Linked DNA regions of Hordeum vulgare: region 1 is linked to region 2. Evidence: chromatin contacts called from public Hi-C data. All regions are on one chromosome and are shown on one strand. The core of a region is the stretch at or near the end of the contact, and the rest is flanking DNA. Distances in the headings are between cores, read along the strand shown. Region 1 holds the start of LOC123449068. Region 2 holds the start of LOC123449066 (LIM domain-containing protein WLIM2a-like).

Evidence for each region. A called contact is a pair of places that touch in the nucleus more often than the background predicts.
Region 1: a contact with region 2 is called in a Hi-C map of leaf, with 6 times the contacts expected there. The contact joins the promoter of LOC123449068 here to the promoter of LOC123449066 in region 2. A contact is called at or near these places in 2 of 6 Hi-C or Micro-C datasets (both in leaf).

Annotation. Positions count from the first base shown.
Region 1 is chr4H:484,586,626-484,590,663 of MorexV3_pseudomolecules_assembly, reverse strand. It overlaps LOC123449068, which reads right to left and starts at 2,775. Exons shown (of 4, transcript XM_045126152.1): 1 at 2,267-2,775; 2 at 2,070-2,162; 3 at 1,817-1,954; 4 at 1,428-1,722. The coding sequence starts at 2,491. The coding sequence ends at 1,678. LOC123449069 reads left to right here and starts at 533. Exons shown (of 1, transcript XM_045126153.1): 1 at 533-1,453. The coding sequence starts at 834. The coding sequence ends at 1,208. LOC123449067 reads left to right here. Exons shown (of 25, transcript XM_045126151.1): 25 at 1-428.
Region 2 is chr4H:484,422,102-484,426,122 of MorexV3_pseudomolecules_assembly, reverse strand. It overlaps LOC123449066 (LIM domain-containing protein WLIM2a-like), which reads left to right and starts at 1,373. Exons shown (of 5, transcript XM_045126150.1): 1 at 1,373-1,804; 2 at 2,136-2,241; 3 at 2,335-2,372; 4 at 2,456-2,545; 5 at 2,821-3,329. The coding sequence starts at 1,673. The coding sequence ends at 3,069. It overlaps LOC123449065 (OVARIAN TUMOR DOMAIN-containing deubiquitinating enzyme 3), which reads left to right. Exons shown (of 8, transcript XM_045126149.1): 8 at 1-126. It overlaps LOC123449064 (cytosolic enolase 3), which reads right to left. Exons shown (of 11, transcript XM_045126148.1): 11 at 3,959-4,021.

The DNA.
Region 1 (4,038 bases), core at 1,526-4,025, 160 kb before region 2:
CTGTTGCTTGGTCCTTGCGTGCTAATTTCGTTTGCTTTACATACCGGCTAGGCCATTCAATTCATTGCCTATATGGGTGGATATGCATTTGGGCTATTGCATTCCTTCCAGCCTGCGCTATTCTGCTCCACCGGATTATGCTTGGACGGATTCCGTTGTCCAGTTCTTCCATCGGCTGTGCGATACATCCCATTGTAATTGTAATTGTACAACTATTAGCTGTGAAGAGGCTGTTGTAAACTGTAGGCAGCAATCCAATTTTTTACCCCACGATTCTTTTGGTATTGTGTATGGTGTGAACTATGTGACTCAGTAGTAAGTAGTGCTGTACTCTCTTTTTTATGGTTTGTGTAATTTTTTGTTTTCTGGTGTATTAGGATACATGAAAATATACAATAGTGAAACAGCAGGCACCCGATATTTACTCATTTTGCATTCCATGTGTTTTGATGAGTTAGTTGTTGGCAGTATTTTGGCTGGTACGTGCTTAGTTGTTGGCTGTATTTTGGCTGGTACGTGCGTGCTCACGTCTGCAGCAGCGCTGAGGTATCCTCTTCGGGGATATCGCCCCGTCGCGTTCACGCCGCTAAAATTGTGTTAGTCAAGCATGTGTATCAAACAGAAAAATGCATCAGATCCACCGGGTCGTCGATAAAATCAAAAACTTTTTCAATAAAAACCGGCAGCACAGGTCAGTTCGTCGCCAGCCAGCCTCCTTATCATCTCGAACCCCGCAGAGAAAGTAGTAGGCATACGGACGCGTCTAGCCAACAACACACCGCAGCACGCAAGCAAGCACCAAGCAGCAGCCGCAGCCCAAGCAAACGGAGGCGATGGGAGGAGGAGGTGGAGGGGCTCGGGGGAAGGAGTTCGGGAGCATGGAGGAGTTCTGGGGGTTCTACCTGGGGCAGCACTCGAAGGCGGCGACGCGGCGCTGGCACTTTGCCGGCACGCTGGCCTCGCTAGTGTGCGCGCTGCTGGCGGCCGCCACCGGCCGCGCCGCGCTCCTGGCGGCCTGCCCCGTGCTCGGCTACGGCATGGCCTGGTACAGCCACTTCTTCGTGGAGGGCAACCGGCCGGCCACCTTCGGCCACCCCGTCTGGTCCTTGCTCTGCGACTACCGCATGTTCGCCCTCATCCTCACCGGCCGCATCGACGCCGAGCTCGCCCGCCTCCGCATCCACCCGCCGCGCCTCGCCTCCGACTGACCGATCCGGCCGTCTCTTCGCCGTCCGCGCCGTGCCAACATCAATCAATCAATAAAATTTCCGCCTAGGAGTACTATTTTAAGAGTACCGAGGAGTGTCTCTCTATAAGCACAGCAAAATAATACCATGTGTCTTCGACTCTTGTGAATTTGTGATTGGTGTCTCTAAGGCTAATACGATTGTTTCTCGTCTGTTTGGTTTGGAGACAGACAGTTCGAATACGAAGTGAACAGACTTGTGATTTATTACTGTATATGTCCTGCACTTCATTCAGTTCCACATCCACAACACAGGTTCCCAAAACGACCCACGAGTTTGAGAGTTTGACAAGTACTGTAGATAGAACCTCACAAGAATCCCAATAACAAATGGCTGACATACACGAATACGCGCCCTTTATTTTTTTAATAGCCGATTTAACCGGAAGTCATACGCATCTGATCATGTTGGCTGTAGATCATCGCCCGGCTCAGCTGTCGCTTCTGTTGGGCTTGTCTGACGCCTCCTGGTACACCTGAAAGAAGCACACAGCGTGTCAATCGTCGACGAGAACTGCAGGAATGTCAGCAAGAAGAGAGAAAGAGAGAGGATCTGTTCTGTCCTCCTACCGTGTCAGCTGACGGGATCCAGTCGTTTGTGGCGGGGTTCCCCTTGGAGGAAGCATGGCGCTCCGTCGCACCCGGGTCTTCAGAGAGCTCGAACGAGCCGCCGGCGGGCCTGTCCACCTTGATGAAGCCCGTCCCAGTCTGCACCACGTGCATCGGATTCGGCCCCGATTCAGTTCAGCGGCTCACATAATTCAGAGAAAAATTCAGTATACCGATGCAGGGGAGGAGGAGGAAGAAGAAGGCCGCGACCGACCGTGTGATGCTGCTTGCCGACACAGCCGAGGTCCTTGTAGTACTCCGTCTCCACGAACTCCTCGCCGGCCTTCCCGCCCTCGCACACCAGTTTCTGCGACGACAAACCGCCCGCCCGCACCGCGGCATCAGCTGCTTGCAAATGCAGTTTCTAATAGTAGGGCCTTGATAAACAGGAGACGGTACGGTGCGACGGACCTCGGAGTGGGCTTCGAGGTCCTGGAACTTGTCGAGCTCGGGGTGGGAGCCGTCGACGCCGGGGCCGGCGAGCGCGTCGGTGTACACGGCGGAGTGGTCGCTGCGGGAGGGCTTGGAGTGGCGCTTGGGAGCCGCGCCGTCGTAGTACCCCCGCACCTCGTCCACCCTCACCGCCTCGTCCACCGGGGACAGGTGCGCGTCGCTCCTGCTCGGCCTCGACGACATGTCGAGTCGATCGACCGGTATGCTGCCGGTGGTGTGTGTTGGTATTGCTGGGCCGCAGCCGCGCTCGTTATTAGCGGTGGCGTTAATTGCGCGGGCGGTGCCGGTGGTGGCGGAGGAGGCTGTCTGAAAGCGCCGTGCTATTATGCCGCGCGCGACGGTGGCCTGCCCCGGCAGCGAGATATTTGTGAGGAGATGAGAAGATGCACGGACGAGAGGCCAGGAACGCGCAGCAGCTCGGCCGTCACGTCGGAGACGGCGAGACCGGGGCCCAAATAGGCGGCCTGCCCGTGGTTTATCCGCAGCCGGGCGCGTTCTGCTCAAATGCGTGGGGGGAAATCGTTTCTGTGGATGCCAAAACAACTACGTATAAATGACACGCGTTTAAAGAGAAAATTATCATGTGCCGGAAAGAATTGCCAGCAAACACATTGCATGTGATGGTGAGTTGGCCTTGATTTAACAAACGAGGTTGTTGTTTTTCATACACGACGTGTCGATCCTTCCTTTTCTCCTGTGTGAAAACCGATTTGTTTTGGAAGTGATTTTATTGGTGCACATAACAGAATTCGATCCTTGTACCCTTCATAAGGTAACTTAACTAGCCAACCAACTCATCTATGTTTTTTTTTTGACAAAACGAAACCAAATAGGCTATTTAACTTGTCTCCTCTTCTATGTTTGCACAAAAGTTAACGCAATGTTCAATCTTTTCCGCACTTAAGTAGACTATTTTTTACCAACTCATCTAGAGTTGATGACACCGGGGTAATTTTGATGATCAGGGGGATACACCCTATCATTTTTGTGTGAATATCAGGATAACTCGCATATCACAGACCTGATAACTTATATAACCCAGTCTTGATAACTATGGCGTGGGGGTGGGGTTGTAAAATAACCCCCGATGACTTTGGTGTGAATAACATGGTAACTCACACATCGGTGATCTGATATCTTATGCAGGCCGGTCCCGGTAACTTTGACGAAGAGAGGTGATGGGATATTCCCCCCGATAATTTTTATGTGAATATCACGGTAACTCACACATCACTGACAACTTATGTACCTCGGTCTTGGTAAATTTGACGATTGGGTGGAGGGAGGCACGTTGATGAAATACCATCGATTAATTTTTGTGTGGATAGCTTGATAACTCACACATCGCATACCTGATAATTTTTGGGAGAAAAATATGCTGGAGCAAATCTTGATGCTAGCCGTTTCCATACTTGTAGTTTTATAGCTAAAAAACCATGCTAAAGCTGAGAATTAAAGTCAAGAATTCAATATTAAGATCTTACAAGTTCAAATAAAATACCACTTTTTTGACCATCTAAGGTGAAAAAGTATTGAAACATACCCCCGGGAACTTTAGTGTAATTAAGATGATAACTTACGCACAACTAACCTGATAACTTACATATAATCATACTAATAACTTTTCACCTTGGGCGAAAAGTTCTAGAAATATCCCGTTGTGACATCCTCGACTTTTGCAACAGTAATTATTGTAATTAAGCTACAGTGATCATCCGCTAATGATGCCA
Region 2 (4,021 bases), core at 124-2,623:
CCGGGCTAAGCATCAGACAGAATACCGGCAGCCACACCGCCCATCCGTGGCACATATATAAATTCCCGTTTTCTTTCCATGGTTACATTCTTCGATCCTGCTAATTAAGCTCTTGTTCTTCGGTTATGATGCTGTAACCGCTGTTTCGTTCATCACGGTCATGGGCATTTTGGGAATTTGTGGATTTGGAGCTAGAATTACCACCGGCCTGAACCTGGTGATAGCGCCACACGAGCTAACTATGTCTCTGCTGCATGGTGATGGTGATGGCGTGGAGGCCAGTGCTGCTTTGGAAGTGATTTGGTTGGCGTCGTGCCGTGGGGTTGTTGATTGCGTTTTCCGGTTGGTGCCGGGCAGGATAATGGTGCCTTGGTCGCACTCGGTGGTTGACGACGAGGCTCGCTTCAAATCCAATCATCATGTGGGTGCAGGTATATCGTCTCGCAAAGACGCAAAGCACTGCTGAACGGAATGATATATTCGTTGGATGAGCTGTACGGGCGTGTTTTTTGTTGGGGGGGGGGGGGGGGGGGGGGGGGGTTACCGTCCCGTCCGGCCCAATGAACAAACGTGATGGTTATCACGAGCACATTCCAGTATGCTCCAAGAGTCAAGTCCTAAACATGCTTGAACCCGGCGTTACAAAAATGAGCTGTAGCCTGCCCGTATAATAAGCACAGAGAGACAGGCCACGCAGGAGCAAATAAATGAGCAAATAGTAAATGACCACGGCAGTGCGTCGATGCCGTGCGTGCTAGTAGCGCAGTTGGCACCGGCCCACTCGCCAAACCTAAACGGCCCGGCCCCACGCCCCAGCCTCTTCCGTTTAGGCGTGCATGCAATAACAATACAGGAAAGAAGAGTTAATGCTTACGCAGTGCGCTCCCTGCCTCCAGCAAACAAAACCAAACAGGCAGAGTGGTCCGGCGAGGCAGCAGGGAAAGAGCTGGCCGACGTGGGCCGCACCGCTCGCCGCTGCGGCAGCCAATAATATCTCCCTCCCTTTATACTCCCCGCACCTACATATTCCTACCCCGAAAAAAAAAATACTCCAACAATTAGTACAAATTATATCCAAAGAATATCTCTCACCTCTCGCCGTCGCAGGGGCTGACCACTGGGCCCCCCGCATCGATGCGGATACCAGCAGTCGTAGCCGTTGCTTCTGCTGCACTTCTCGCGCCAGTCAGACCGAGACCCAGAAGAGCTCCGTCCCCGCGTGGCCGCCACCAACCGCACACCCACTGGCAGCCGGGCCCCCGCGTGCTTCCGGGCCCCCCGGCAGCCGCCCAGCCGGGGCCACGTTCGTGCGCGCAGCAGCAGCAGCACGCTCTACTATAGAAGGCTGTAATAATTAATCAATTGCGTACTCGTTAATGAGCACTGCTGTAGCGCGCGGCGGGCCCCGCACCCTCATCCCACCGCCCTTTCCCTCCCCCTTCGCTTCGTTCGTTCGTTCCCTTTTTCTTTCCGCCGCGGCAACTGTGAGCCGGCCCGATCGAGAGACCGCCATAATTCATTCCATCCATCCGTCCGTCCGTCCTCTGCCGAGTATATAAGCGCGGCCATTGGGGGCGCTCGTGGGGTTGTTCGTCGCATCGTCGCATCGGGCGCAGGGGGGCAGGCAGAGATCAGATCGGGGGAGAGGGAGACCACGGCGACGGCGGCGACCATGTTCAGCGGGACGCAGCAGAAGTGCAAGGTGTGCACCAAGACGGTCTACCCCATGGACCAGCTCTCCACCGACGGCGCCGTCTTCCACCGCGCCTGCTTCAAGTGCCACCACTGCAAGTCCACCCTCTCCGTATGTCATCTCCCCTCTTTGCCTTCCTATCATCTTTCTAGTTTCTACCATCGCCGGCCGTCTTCTTTTACTTCCGGGAGACAACCAAGAAGATCGTCGGGTGGATGTCAACGGTCGTCGACGGATCTGTAGAATGAAATGCGATGTCAGATCTGCGGACTGGTCTGCCGCACGGATCTGGCGCTTGAATTCCCTGTCAGAATCGTGTGCCTGCCTAGGATAGGACATAGGAGATCACCATGGCTTTGTTCATTTCACCTTCTCTGGATTGGTAAAAACAAGTAAGAGAAATAACAATCTATCTGGACATCTTGTTTTTGCTGTTTGGCAGTTTAGCAGCTACTCCTCGTTCGAAGGGGTGCCCTACTGCAAGCCCCATTTCGCGCAGCTGTTCAAGGAGACCGGGAGCTACAATAAGAGCTTCCAGTCACAATCCCGTAGGTTTCCATTTAATACTAATCTGCAAGCATGACAGACGTTGTTATTTCCTTGATCGAATGTGTCCTGATCCTTGGTTTTGCTTCTTTCAGCCGCGAAATCTGCAACGGACAAGTTGACTCCTGAGCTGGTCTGTACCATATAGGCTGCATGTACATGTGTCTTTTATCTCTTTGCTCAGTTAGCCTTATTATGTGGAATGCGCTTTTTCAGACTAGATCGCCAAGCAAAGCTGCTGGCATGTTTTCTGGAACGCAGGACAAGTGCGCCACTTGTGGTAAAACAGCATACCCTCTTGAGAAGGTAACACAATTGTACATTCTAGTCAATTTCGTCATTTTCACGAAAGAATCGTAAGTTTCAGAATGTGAAAACTGTCGGTTGACCGTTTGTGATTGAACACAAGGGTATATAGCTGTATAGCCTTCACTTTACTTTGTTTAATGATCTGTATACCTTTTAGGCAAGCAGACTTCCATGATAATCGTCTTGAATCATCAATTTCCTTTTCAGTCATATCCTAAAGCCTCCAGAACATGCAGATGACTCATGCCTAGTTGTTAAACTAAATCTTGCAGGTGACAGTTGAAGAGAAGTCTTACCACAAGTCCTGCTTCAAATGCTCTCATGGAGGCTGCGCCCTCTCGCCCTCCAATTACGCGGCTTTGGAAGGCATCCTCTACTGCAAGCACCATTTCTCACAGCTTTTCAAGGAGAAGGGGAGCTACAACCATCTGATCAAGTGCGCATCGGTCAAGCGCGCAGCAGAGGCGCAAACCGCACAGGCCGCGGCACAAACAGCACAGGCGGCTGCTGAATCCTCCTGATTATGCTGCCATCTTTAAAGTGGGCTTTGAGGCTGGAAGTTTGGAAGCCTTGCTCTTTATTTACGATTGTAACCTGCTGTATGCTGTGTTCAAGCTCCGGGGATACCAGGACCTATCAATTTCGTATCTCCTTGTGTGCTAGCTGGATCACGTTGTTGAACCATGGAGTTGATGTCATTCCGAAAGAAACTGTTGAAATTGCTGTGCATCAGGTACTGGTATAATGAGTTCTTGTGGTGCCTCAGTGCATCAATATTTCAGCTGCGTTGATGAGCACCATTTTCCTGTCTGGTCACAATTTCTACCACATTAGCAAGGCTCTGTTTGGAACCACTCGAATTATATAATTCAGTTTTTATAATTTATTCTATCTCTAAACAGGATATATTATGGTGTAGATTATAAAAACTATATGAACAGATTATGGTGTAGATTACAAAAACTATATGAACAGATTATGGTGTAGATTATAAAACTAGATGGACAGCTTATTAAAACTCACAATCTACTCTTCCCCAGCTAAAATCAGATTATGGATTGCTAATGATCCATTACCCTTGTAAAGTTGGAGATAATTACATTCCTGCCATCGCCACCCTCCTTTTAAAAAACAAAGGACAGACAGGTCATTATGCAATATAAAACCTGAATTACAGTTTATATAATCTGACCTCCAAACATGTTCACTAAATTACTTTTATAAATCAGATTATATAATCTATCTTCATAATCTAGATTATCATAATCTATTGTGGTTCCAAACAGGGCCTAAGAGATCTCCATTAAGTAAGATGTGCTCACGCAAACTGCCTCCGTAGAACACAAACACTTTGCATTTAACTATATCTGGCGAATTTCAAACATAAAACTGGAGTACACTGGAATTGTGTATATGAAAATTCTACTCCTTTAAACCCATTCTCAAATTCATGTATCTTCTGCACGATCCATT